Regions from separate parts of the Xenopus laevis genome. Here region 1 is linked to region 2. The links are chromatin contacts, called in public Hi-C maps. All regions are on one chromosome and are shown on one strand. The core of a region is the stretch at or near the end of the contact, and the rest is flanking DNA. Distances in the headings are between cores, read along the strand shown. Region 1 holds the start of ppp2r3b.L (protein phosphatase 2 regulatory subunit B', beta L homeolog). Region 2 holds the start of plcxd1.L (PI-PLC X domain-containing protein 1).

Region 1 (6,242 bases), core at 322-2,821, 140 kb after region 2:
TGTCTTACACTTAAGTCTGCTTAAGTGCTTAAGTCTAGAACAGACTAATTAATAAAGAACACATTATTTGAACACTTACCACCCCTACGCTACTAGATCGACGTTTTCTAGGAGTAAGTCCACTCCTTGGACTTCCATAAGAACCAGGTGGGAGAGCGGACTGGGGAGACAGTGACAAGTTATCTAGTGCTTTATGAACCGAATGCAAAGTACTTTTGCTAGATATTTCCTTTGTCCCGTAGTCATCAGTTTCCGGCAGAATTTTCTCCCCATTTTTTATTCGTCTTAAGTAATCATTGAGGAGCAACTGTGTTGGGGTCTCACTAAGCCAACGTAAGAATAATTCATCCACTTTCATTTTTAAAACAGGCTTTAAAACGGTTGTGGTCGGCATGACTGAGGAGTTTCTGAAAGTATTGGAACCTAAAACATAAACGTGAAAATGTTAGTGAAACTGCAAGATTTGATGACTTCAATAGTCAATCTGTGTTTTACTTGACTGAACTACTGAATGCATTTGTAAACATCTATTTTGAACATTATCATATAGTTAAAAGATTAGGTTTCTTAATAACAAAGTGATATTGTGACTTCTCTCACACTTAAAGGAGAATTCAACCCCAACCCTACATAGACCCCCCTCCACAGCCTAAGTGGTACCCTGGGCAAATGCCCCTAACGTTTTACTTACCCCTCAGTGCAGATTCAAGCATCGGAGTTCACGGCAGCCATCGTCTTCTCTTTGGAAATTTTCGGAATGAGACCAGCATAGCGGCGCATGCACAGTTAGAGCAATTTTCTGAAACTCATGAAAATTGCAGAAGCGCCAGTCTCATTCCGAAGATGACGCCCATGAACTCTGATGCCTGAATCTGCACCAAGGGGTAAGTAAAACGTTAGGGGCATTTGCCCAGGGGAACACTTAGGCTGGGGAGACGGGTCTATGTAGGGTAGGAGTTTTTTAACATTAGGGTTGAATTCTCCTTTAAGCATTGCACCCAGGGTTATAAAATGTCACCTGCAGTTTATACCAACATTTTGCCTCTATATATGTTGGAGAGAGACATGATTTGGAGGAGAGGTCAACGCTGCTGCTCTAAATGGAAGATAAAAACTGGGAACCGCCATTTACTTTTCCCCACAGTTTTCAAAGTTCACCTTACTTAAAGTGGACCAGGTTAGGAATTATTATATTGTCAATTAAAGGCCAATAGACAATATTGTCAGCTTTCCTTCAATAGAAATTTAAACAAACCCAACTCTGGAATTTACACACGAAGCAACATTTCTAATGACAATAAAGGGAACCTACAATCATACGTTTTGAATATATTTTATAGTAAAAAAAAAAAACAACCCACAAATTTCACTTTTTGTTTCAGCATTAAAAAAAAAGAGAGCAAAGCCTATTCTAGAAATTGATCATACCACACAAATTCTGCTCTTCGCGGTAAAGGCCCCTATATTCTTAACACAGCCCACAGTTCCAAATGCTGCTTAAACGTCCCGCGACACAGTCAACAACATACAATCCTTTGACTCCTGCCGGAAAGGAAATCCCGACGTCATCTCGCGAGATTGCGTCACTCTGCACGTATATAAGCGCAGTGACGCGGCACTTTGCCTCCTTTGAGACGTAACATAATATTTTATTTGTACTCGGTTATAAATAAAAATAACACTAGTAGGACATGGCAGGCTACGGCCGTCAGCTTATAATGTTTTTTAATCTTTTCTTGTTGTTTTTTTATTCCCACTGACACCAACGTCTCGGCTCTCGATATTTAAAGGGCACGTTAACCCAAAAATTAAAAAAAATCCATAATAATAGAAAACATGATTCTGAGCAATTTTGCCATATATATTCATTACAAATTCTCTATGGTTCTCAAGACTTTTTCCAATTACTTTCTATTTTGTAATTGAGACCATTTTTCTAATATAGAAGTACAAAGCGTAATTTTCATCATCTAAAGCAGCTCTGGGAGAGGGGGGGGGGTCGCCGACTCTCTAAACTGGTCTAAACTGATACATTTAGTTGATACAATTCTAGAAATAGATTTTGGAAAAAGAGAAAAAAAAATAAATAATGGAAAGTAATTGAAAAAAAAAGTATTTATTACTTGGGAACAAGGTGAAAACAAATTAACTGAAAAAAGTGTTTGGAAGGTGAACAACCATACCTCCCAACATTTTGGAAGTAAACAGAGGAACAAAAAATGTTTTCCCGCACGTAGCGCAGCAATTTTTGACCACACCCCTTTCTGTGACCACACCCCCTAATTACCATGTTTGTTTTACAAAATTTGGCAGGTTATGAAAGTTTGAAAATATTTCTCCTTATCTAAACTGTGTTTTTGTGTCTCAAATGTGTTACAAAGTATCTTATTTGCACCTGTTAGCTGTTCTGGGCTCTATGCTAAAAGCCAATTAAGTGAGAAACTTTGTTTCTTTTTCTGGCTGTTCAGTGCAGAGAAAAGAGGGACTTTCCAGTACAAATGAGGGACTGTGGGTTGAGCTGTCAAAAGAGGGTCTGTCCCTCCGAAAAAGGGACAGTTGGGAGGTATGGAACAACCCCATTAAAGTTGAATGTCCCTGTCTCTGGTGTTTCAGTCTGACAACTCAGTAATTCAGGTGCAGACTCTAAACTGTTTTTCATGCAATTTTGCAACATTTAGTTGATACATTTCTCAGCAGCATCTCTGGAGTATTAACAACTATGGTATCACAATTCTAACAGCTGCCTGTAATGAAACCCAGAGATTCTGCTCAGCAGGGACAAATTAGAAATATATCAACTAAATGAATCATTTTAGAACAGTTTACAGGGTCTGCCACCCTCCCCCTTTACACTTCAGTATTAGAAAAACAGTGACGCATAGAAAATAGAAAGTAATTGGAAAAAGTCGTTATTTCTGGTGATTTATCTGAAAACAACTAGTTGTTTGAAGGTGAACAACCCCTTTAAAGGCAGAGACAGAAATACTAAACAGAGAGACAGTGAGACAGAGACACTAAACAAAGATTTTGGAAAAATGGTAAAAATAAAAAAATGGAAAGCAGTTGAAAAAAGTCTTTATTTCTGGGGAACAATCTGAAACCATATGAGCTTGAAAAAAGTGTTTGGAAGGTTAACAACCCCTTTAACAGACCTGTCTTTTCTGGGTAACTTTGGCAACATTGTTTTAAAAGTATCAGCCAGGTGTTAACCAAATGCTGCTTTAAATATCAAATGGTTTTATAAATACCTTTAAAAGCACTGACACATTTTAATAAATGTATATTGAAAATTTGTATAGAATTATGTTTTCTTTTATTAGGAAAATTTTTATTTTGGGGTTGACTATTGACCAAATGTAATCTTGGGGTTTAAACTCTTTTTCATGGTTGCATCAGAAGGTCCAATATTTTGTACAAAATAGCCCGATTTTTAAGTTAATTTTACAATCCAACTCCCCTCTGCAAGTTAAAAAAAACCATTGGTGGTCAGGGCCACGTAGCGCAGCAATTTTTTGACCACACCACTTTCTGTGGCCACACCCCCTAATTACCATGTTTGTTTTACAAAATTTGGCAGGTTATGAAAGTTTGAAAATATTTCTCCTTATCTGAAACTGTTTTTGTGTCTCAAAATTGTTACAAAGTATCTTATTTGCACCTGTTGGCTGTTCTGGGCTCTCTGCTAAAAGCCAATTAAGTGAGAAACTTTGTTTCTTTTTCTGGCTGTTCAGTGCATAGAAAAGAGGGACTTTCCAGTACAAATGAGGGACTGCGGGTTGAGCTGTCAAAAGAGGGACTGTCCCTCCGAGAAAGGGACAGTTGGGAGGTATGGTGGTCAGGGCCCCCAAGCAGGCCCGGATTTGAGGAAAGGCCACCTTGGCCCGGGCCTAGGGCGGCAGGATTTTAGGTAGGCGGCATGCTGCCCAACCACACCCACATTGGTTCAAAATCACTGGGTATACAAAAACTTTTAAATTTCCCGTGCGCCAATCCGAATTGCTCCTGTCCCCCTGGAGGGGACAGGGGTGCCAAACGGTAGTGAGCCTAAGGGCGCCCACTATGTAAATCCGGCCCTGGTCAGGTTCCCAAGTTAAAAAAATCATTGGGGGCAAGCCCTGATGATGGTTTGATGGTTTAAATCATGTTAGGCATCAAATGGCAGTGTTTTTGGCCACACCCTGGCCCCTGTGTCAAGCCTGTGGTAACTATTACAAAACAGTGTTATAGCAAAGGGGAGGGAATGGCAGAATGTATCATGGACAAGAATGAAATATTATAATGAAATTAAATCTATAAAATGTGTTATTCTGGAATCACTGCACTTACTAATTTTTTTATGAGGTTTAATCTCATAAGTAAGCAGGGAAAAGGAATAGCCCTTTGCTTGCCCAATCTTGGTGTGGTGTCACCAAAGGTGTTTTGGTTGTGGCTGGAGTTAAACATGTAGCCATTAGACAATATTTGTTGATGAATTATTTTTAGGTAGGCATGGTGCAAATCCTTAATAGATTATTTTAATTTTAGAGCTTTGTGAGGTTTTTTTTATACCTCGAATGAACGCACAACTCAATTTTTTGATTTAAGAAAAAACTAGAATGGATAAACTTAAATCGGTGAAGTTGAGGTGAAAAACCCGAAAACTCAAATGAATCGAGTTTTCTGCGGGAAAAAAAACTTGAATTGCTTGAATTGATCAAGTTTTCATCTGAAACCCACTGAAAAAAACTCAACATTGTGAAGGCTATTAATATCTTCAAATGATTCAAGGGACCTCTGCCATTGACTCCTACATGACTTTGACAGGTTTTACAGTATATGATGTATTTCCGCATTCAAGCTGTTTCCAGCTTCTCAGTATAAAAAATTTGAGGTTTTTTTAACCCCAAAAATTTTATTTTTGACTGAAAGATACCCTTGAAAACTCAAATTTTTGGGTTAAATACAACTCGACCTTTAACAAATCTGCCCTTTAAAGTCCAACCTAAGGCATCTTCCATCGTCCACCCACCCACTCTCTTACTGCACCACCTGTTACTGTCAAAAGTGTCCCAATCTTCATACCTGCTATAAAAATGCAAAGTTGTGCCCTTCTTCTGTCAGAGTTGGCCAGCTGGGGCATGAGCAGTTGAAGCTAGATCAGCTAGATTAGCTTTAACTTTGCATGCTTCTGCTTTGTCAGCGATCTGACAGAAGGGCTTCTGAAGCAGCATGACATTGCACCTGGAACCCTGCTGCACAAGTCTGCATTTTTATAGCAGGCATAAAAAAACAAAAACACGATTGACAGTAACATGTGGTGCCGGTTGGAGGTTGGATAGTGAAGGACTGAAGTTAGGGGAGGGTTTCATTTCATTCATCCAGGGCCAGAACTAGGGGTAGGCATGTGACTAGAGTGCAATGCTTGGGGGGCAACAGGCACGTACCTTTCCTGTTAACTTCCCCTAGTTTGGCTGAGCGAGTTCTGCAGATGTGCACTTGTTCATGCATGTTTGCCTGCATGTGCATTCTCCTCTCCGTGCTATGTTGGTCACAAAGTAACTACTGTGGCCCAGTGCTTAGGATGGTAGGTCCAGCCCCAACCTTGCAGCAACATCTGGTAACATATATGGGAGAGAAATGTGTGCCTTGATAAGGGGCATTAGGATATGTGCCTTGCTCTGGGGCCTTTATAATTTTCCAGTTTCATATAAAGGTATTTTAGTAATTTTTAAGAATACACAATTTCATATAAGACTAATGAAAAGGGTAATTATCATATAAAGATTAATATGAATTCCCTTTTTTGCTCTTGCTCTTTAATATGATCATTTAGTCTTCATACCTCTGTATTAGATTAGTATTAAACAACAGGTCTAGTAATTTAAAGTGAAATGTTCTATTAATTAAGATCAGCTATTGTGAAATATCTAAATAAGAATCCTTTTGAGACCTCAAGGAAAGCAAAGAAACAAAAAGTTATGTTTGATTCATTGGTCTATCCTTCCACCTAGTGGCCATTTATATGAGTTCCAATCCAGCAGATTTTCTGTAAAAAGAAAATCTTGAAATGCTGAGATAATAACTATAGCAGCTGCATCTAAGCTTGAACTTTAGCTTGAATTTAAAGGCTGCAAAGAGGAGTTGGGTTTGTCTGGTGGACATCATTTGTCAATTTTCTTTTTTAAATATTTTATTTAATGTATAATAATATTTTTTAACTGACAATTTACATGCAGTATATTTAATACCAAAACATATATTTA
Region 2 (5,967 bases), core at 1,894-4,393:
GAGGCCCGGATTACTCAGAGATGTATGTGACTTCTGCTTGTGATGGGATGGACGAAGACTGGAAGAAACGCCAGCCTCAATCTGGAGGGATATACAAAGTAATTAATTTGTCTGATATACACACAGTATATACAAGGGCAATATTTTAATAACATAGACTTGCATTAAATACAGGACACAGTTTTAGTGATATATATGCATTTAAGTATGTATTTATGTTCTTAAGATGAAGCAAAAGTGGGAAGCAGACCTATGTACTATGCCACTGGATGTACTAAGTGTGCCCCTTAATTCTCATACAAATATAACTTGTGTCTAAGGTCTGGCTGTAATATGAACCTAATGTTGCATTAAAGAGGTTGTTCCACTTTAAGTTAACTTTTAGTATATTATACAATGGCCAATTCTAAACAGCTTTTCAATTGGCCTTCAATATTCATTTTTTTTTATAGTTTTTAATTATTATAGTATGTTAGTTATTTAATTTTCTTTCCAGCTTTCAAATGGGGGGGAGGGGGGAATCCATCTAAAAAACAAATACTCTGTAAAGCCACACATTTTTGTTATTACTACTTTTTGTTACTTATCTTTGTATTTAGGTCCTTTACTATTCTTAGGACAGTCTCTCATTCAGATTAATTCATGGTTGCTAGTAGGGATGCACTGAATCCAGGATCCTTCTGCCCAGCCAAACCGAATCCAAATCCTAATTTTCATATGCAAAATAGGGACAGGGAGGGAAATCGTGTGACTTTTTGTCACAAAACAAGGAAGTAAAAATGTTTTCCCCTTCCCACCCCTAATTTGCATATGCAAATGAGTATACGGCTCAGTATTCGGGCAAATCTTTCACAAAGGATTCTGGGGTTTGGCCAGATCTAAAATAGTGGATTCGGTGCATCCCTAGTTGCTAGGGTAATTTGGACCCTAGCAACCAGGTTGCGGAAATTCCAAACTGGAGATCTGCTGGATAAAAAGCTAAACCAATCTGGCATGTCTAAATGATGCTCAAGTTATGGGATGGGTAGAGGGCACATGTCTTTTGTCTTTCTTCTTATATACTATAACCCTGGTAACTATAATGACTTTGTTTTTTGCAGATTACTGGACTTGGAGTAAAAGGAATCGCACCAACTGCATTTGCTGGTTAATTAAGAGCTCTCAGTGTTCCAGGCAACATCGGAGAATGTAGAAATTCTATTAGCTTTATCTACAGACCTCCCATGTTAGTGCTGACTCTTCTGACCTCAAATATATAGCACATCTCTTACATCTCTTAATAAAACCATCTGGTTTTTTTTTACTTCTAATGTGTAAAGCATTTTTTTATTTCCCTGTTTCACCTTAGTGTGTCTGGGCTGTGTGTGTGCACCTTTGCCAGTATTTTTGTGCAGTTGCCAAATGCTTTACTCACTATACCAGAAATACTGCCTTAGCCACTTGTAATAAAAGTTTCTTACAAACCTACTCATTTCCCTGCAAACTGACACTGGCAATTTAAAGGAAGAATTCAGTGTGAAAATAAAAACTGGGTAAATAGATAGGCTGTGCAAAATAAAAAAATGTTTCTAATATAGTTAGTTAGGCAAAAATGTAATGTATAAAGGGTGGAGTGACTGGACGCCTAACATAATAGCCAGAACACTACTTCCTGCTTTTCAGCTCTCTAACTCTGAGTTAGTCAGTGACTTGAAGGGGGGCTACATGGTACATATCTGTTCAGTGAGTTTGTAATTGACCCTCAGCATTCAGCTCAGATTCAAAAGCAACAGATATGGCCCATGTGGCCTCCCCTCAAGTCTCTGATTGGTTACTTAACCAGGGTAACCAGTCAGTGTAAACCAAGAGAGCTGAAAAGCAGGAAGTAGTGTTCTGGCTATTAGGTTAGACATCCAGTCACTCCAGCCTTTATACATTACATTTTTGCCTAGCTAACTATATTGGAAACATTTTTTTATTTTGCACAGCCTATCCATTTACCCAGTTTTTATTTTTACACTGAACAATTCCTTTCACAAAGAACACCAATATTTATACAGGTATATCATCTGTTATCCAGTAATTATGTTTTAAAAACTCTCAATTTCAGAAAACCCCTAAATTATATGAAAGAAAGTTTCATTGCTTTTTATACATCTGTTCATCTGTACATCTGCCCATAGAAATTATTTTAGCAACAATCAAAGCATAAGTGTTCTTCAAGGAAATCCTGAAATGTAAATACTGTACAAAGCAAACGTTTGTACACTCCTGTCATTGCCAAATGACATCTTCAGTTGATTTTGTAAGATAAATAATGAACCACCTATTAGTGAGTTAAACAACAATTTGCAAATGTTAATGCACAGTTACACTGTGTTTCAAAACTCAGCAACAAAGAGTAGTAATTGTGACATACAAAAGTTTGAAGACCATAGTAAGTCAGCTAAGGGTTAATTCTTGTTGTAGAGATTTTTGCCTTTGAGGTCAAAGATAAGGGTTCTTACTGGTGACTATTCCATGCAGATCATGGTTGTGCAAGTAATGCTGTACCGTGCAACTACATTACTCTTTATCAGTGACGGGGCCCGGGTGCAGGACATGCAGCCAGGCCGCTAGTCCTGTCCCCCCTCCAGACACTCTTCACTTCACATTCACACGTGTAAGGCTCCAGAGGTGCCTGAGAAGGTGCAGGCCTGGGTGCATTCGTTCCCCATACAATTCCGCCACTCTTGTGTCAGCCAAGATATTCTCCAGGTCCTTTTTAGTCATATGCGGCTTTGCCTTTGCTTTACTTGCCAGCAGTTATTTTCTGAAAGCTTTCTTAGTCATCCAGATCTTGCCTTGACTTGCACAGTTTTTCCAGAAAAGGTGGCTCCATACATTGTATAAGTATAAAATCTATTCCTATTCCTATGCCCTACATGTATGTAAGTGCCAATTAATAAACATTTAAGTGAAAACAAAACAGACATGAGGTACCAGAACTGTATCTCTGTGCATATCAGTCTTTAGCTTATATGTATTATAGTCTTCCTGTAAGGACTTTTTTTTTCTTTTGTATATTCTAAAAACAATGTTTTAATTTAGGAGTCAGGCAACGGTGTGGTGACTGGGCATTATGGATCCAACATAGTTTAAAACTGTGGGGGTGTTAGGTCCTTAAAAGTGTATTATATTAATAGTTTCAATTATGTTATGGGTAACACATTTTCTACAGAAGACAGTATTTGCCTGTGAATGCAATTGTCAATTCTGACTCCTGAAAAATATAGCAAGGCACTTCAACAGTCCTGTGGTGAAAAAGCATGGAAGTCTCTGTGAACTAACAATGCAGGTAAGTACCCGCAACTTCCCCACAGGGAATGCAGAAAAATGCAGGGAATGCAGAAAAGTCACGTGACATATGAAGACGACGTCACGGTTTCAGGGAGCTGACCACTAGCAAGAGACCTCAGCCGGGCAGCCAATGAGCGCAGAATCTGACAGGCTGGCACTCGGACAGGGGACGTTGTGAAGCGCAGAGGATGGCATCCCAGGGGCAGCATATGAGCTCCTCTGTGGGCAGCCGCAATCCACCGGCACATGTACTGTGACACTGCGGGGAGGACAAGGCTGCCACTTTATGTAGGTGAGCGGGGGTGGGGAACGCAATGGAAAATAGTAATAATAGTATAGTAGTGAAGGCTACTGCAAGATAAAATAAGTAAGAGCAGCAATGATGGGGTCACACACACACACACTCTCTCTCTCTCTTAATAAATAATGTATCAGCACTTGCTTTCTCTGCCATTATTGAGCCTAGTAAGTATAATACAAGAGGGATCAGCATAAACACCCTGTGCCATACATATATATATATTGCAAGAGAGAGAATATACCCCTAACATATATATATATCTGAATGAAAGTGCACAGGTGTCACAGGGAATATCAGAATAGTATGTGGGAGCTGTACACACTATTTCTGGTAAAAATAATGCCACTATTATATTTGTTATCTGTCTTTTTGGCTTAAAATACAATTTTTACCAGCCATATGGAAACCTAACTTACAGCACTGATCACTCCTCTATTATTTATAAGTGGCTATAACGTGATGCTGCAATACGTAACTGTGCAACATCTAAAGGGATGCACTTTTACTGCACCTGCTGCGGGACAAACATGAATGCACACTATTCATAAACCCCTTGCAAAATTCTGCCACTGAGCAGAGTCAGATCACTTGATCAAACAGGGACAGTTCTAGTGCAAATTCCTGGACTGCAGTAAATACCAACAGCAATTATAGTACTGCCCTAGAACTGCAGATTTTACAACCATCTCCATGATCCTGTGTGAGTGGAGTTTGTCTGAGGTATTCCTGTTTGCTTCCACATTTTAAAAATCGTAAAGGCAAGTGTGGTGGATTGTGAGAAAATGGACGCTTGTGTGTATTTTATTTTGATTGTAAACTTCCTTGTTATGACCCAGTTGTACCACATTCCAGGGCTTTGTTAAAAAGTCAAATCCCAGCTATGAGTCTTCTCACATTGCAAGGCTTATACAGTATTATTGACTAGTCTCATAGGAAATCAGATCCAAAGACTGCAATGAGTTAATCAGTAACACTCACCCTTTGTTCGGTGCAGAATATGATTACTGAGAGATTTATAGAATTGAATTGGTGTAGTTAATAATTATGAGAGTGCAGTAGGCCTCACAGGGAAACATAGGGCACAAAATGTCAAATTTGACAAACCTTCACCAAAAATGAAAATTTGCCAAAACACTGGCAATTTACAAAAAGATTATAGTGTATTTACCTTGGTTGTTTTGCTAGGTGCAATAGCACTACTTGAAAATATGCCAAAATATCAACAATGTATTTTTTTCTGCAAAAGTCATTTTGGCAGGTCCAGGCTGCAAACTACCATTATAGAGATGCAGTGGCCACTTTAGTATCTCATTATCTGCTTCATATCTTTCAAATTAATAATAATCATACATCATTGCTTTATGGTGTTAATGCACTGGCATATTTTGCCCATCACTGTCTGATTGAGGGGGGGATACACTTGCATAGCTATTTAAAGTATTTATGCTCACAATGGCACAATTATGATTTTCAATGAATATGTGATGTCACCATGAAGAAACGTCTGACAAATTCATACAGACATTTTCATAGTTATAGAAGGAGAAAATCACACTTAACTACTGTATATACAGTATGCCCTATGGTCAGAAGTAAATGGGCTTCTAGCTCACCATAGATTGCATAGATTACACTTTCCATGCCAGAAATACTGAGAATTCTCAGCTGCTTCTTATTTTTAACCATTTATTACCTTATGGTGTTTAATTTGATACATTAACTCCCAACCATTAACTCCCCAACCAGTAGCTCGTGAGCAACATGTTGCTCTCCAACCCCTTGGATGTTGCTCCCAGTTGCCTCAAAATGTATTAGCTTCAGGTGCTTATTTATGAATTCCAGGCTTGGAGGCAAGTTTTGGTTGTATAAAACGAGGTGTACTGTCAAACAGAGTCTCAATGGAGGTGGACAATCCACATTGAGACTATCAAATGGCCAATCACAGCACTTATTTGGCAGCCCAAGAACATTTTTCATGTAAGTGTTGCTCCCCAACTCCTTTTACTTCTGAATGTTGCTCACGGGTTCAAAAGGTTGGGGATCCCTGCATTAACTGATACATTATTTATTAAATGTCTGTGATATAGTTGCATGTTTACTGCGCAATAAAATGAAGAGTCGACTATTTTGGGAGGAGCTTTTCACTGCATTTCAATGTAACATTTGTAGTGTGGTCTGACCTTTACATGTCAAAAAGTCTGCTCAGTTGTGTTCTATGGAAAGATATATTACCTGACTCCTTGATCCATTTCCATGGCTTTAACAGTGCCTCCTGGCAAAATCTGGCATGATAAAGCAAGTGAAACAACTTTAGAAAACAAAACCATTATAACAACATTTTACCTTAT

What was found. A called contact is a pair of places that touch in the nucleus more often than the background predicts.
Region 1: a contact with region 2 is called in a Hi-C map of the XTC cell line, with 3 times the contacts expected there. The contact joins the promoter of ppp2r3b.L here to the promoter of plcxd1.L in region 2. A contact is called at or near these places in 2 of 4 Hi-C or Micro-C datasets (the XL177 cell line and the XTC cell line).

Annotation. Positions count from the first base shown.
Region 1 is chr2L:119,701,734-119,707,975 of Xenopus_laevis_v10.1, forward strand. It overlaps ppp2r3b.L (protein phosphatase 2 regulatory subunit B', beta L homeolog), which reads right to left and starts at 1,572. Exons shown (of 18, transcript NM_001089156.1): 1 at 1,429-1,572; 2 at 80-423. The coding sequence starts at 394.
Region 2 is chr2L:119,557,350-119,563,316 of Xenopus_laevis_v10.1, forward strand. plcxd1.L (PI-PLC X domain-containing protein 1) reads left to right here and starts at 3,144. Exons shown (of 7, transcript XM_018247146.2): 1 at 3,144-3,606. It overlaps rgn.L (regucalcin L homeolog), which reads left to right. Exons shown (of 7, transcript NM_001085655.1): 6 at 1-98; 7 at 1,101-1,307. The coding sequence ends at 1,151.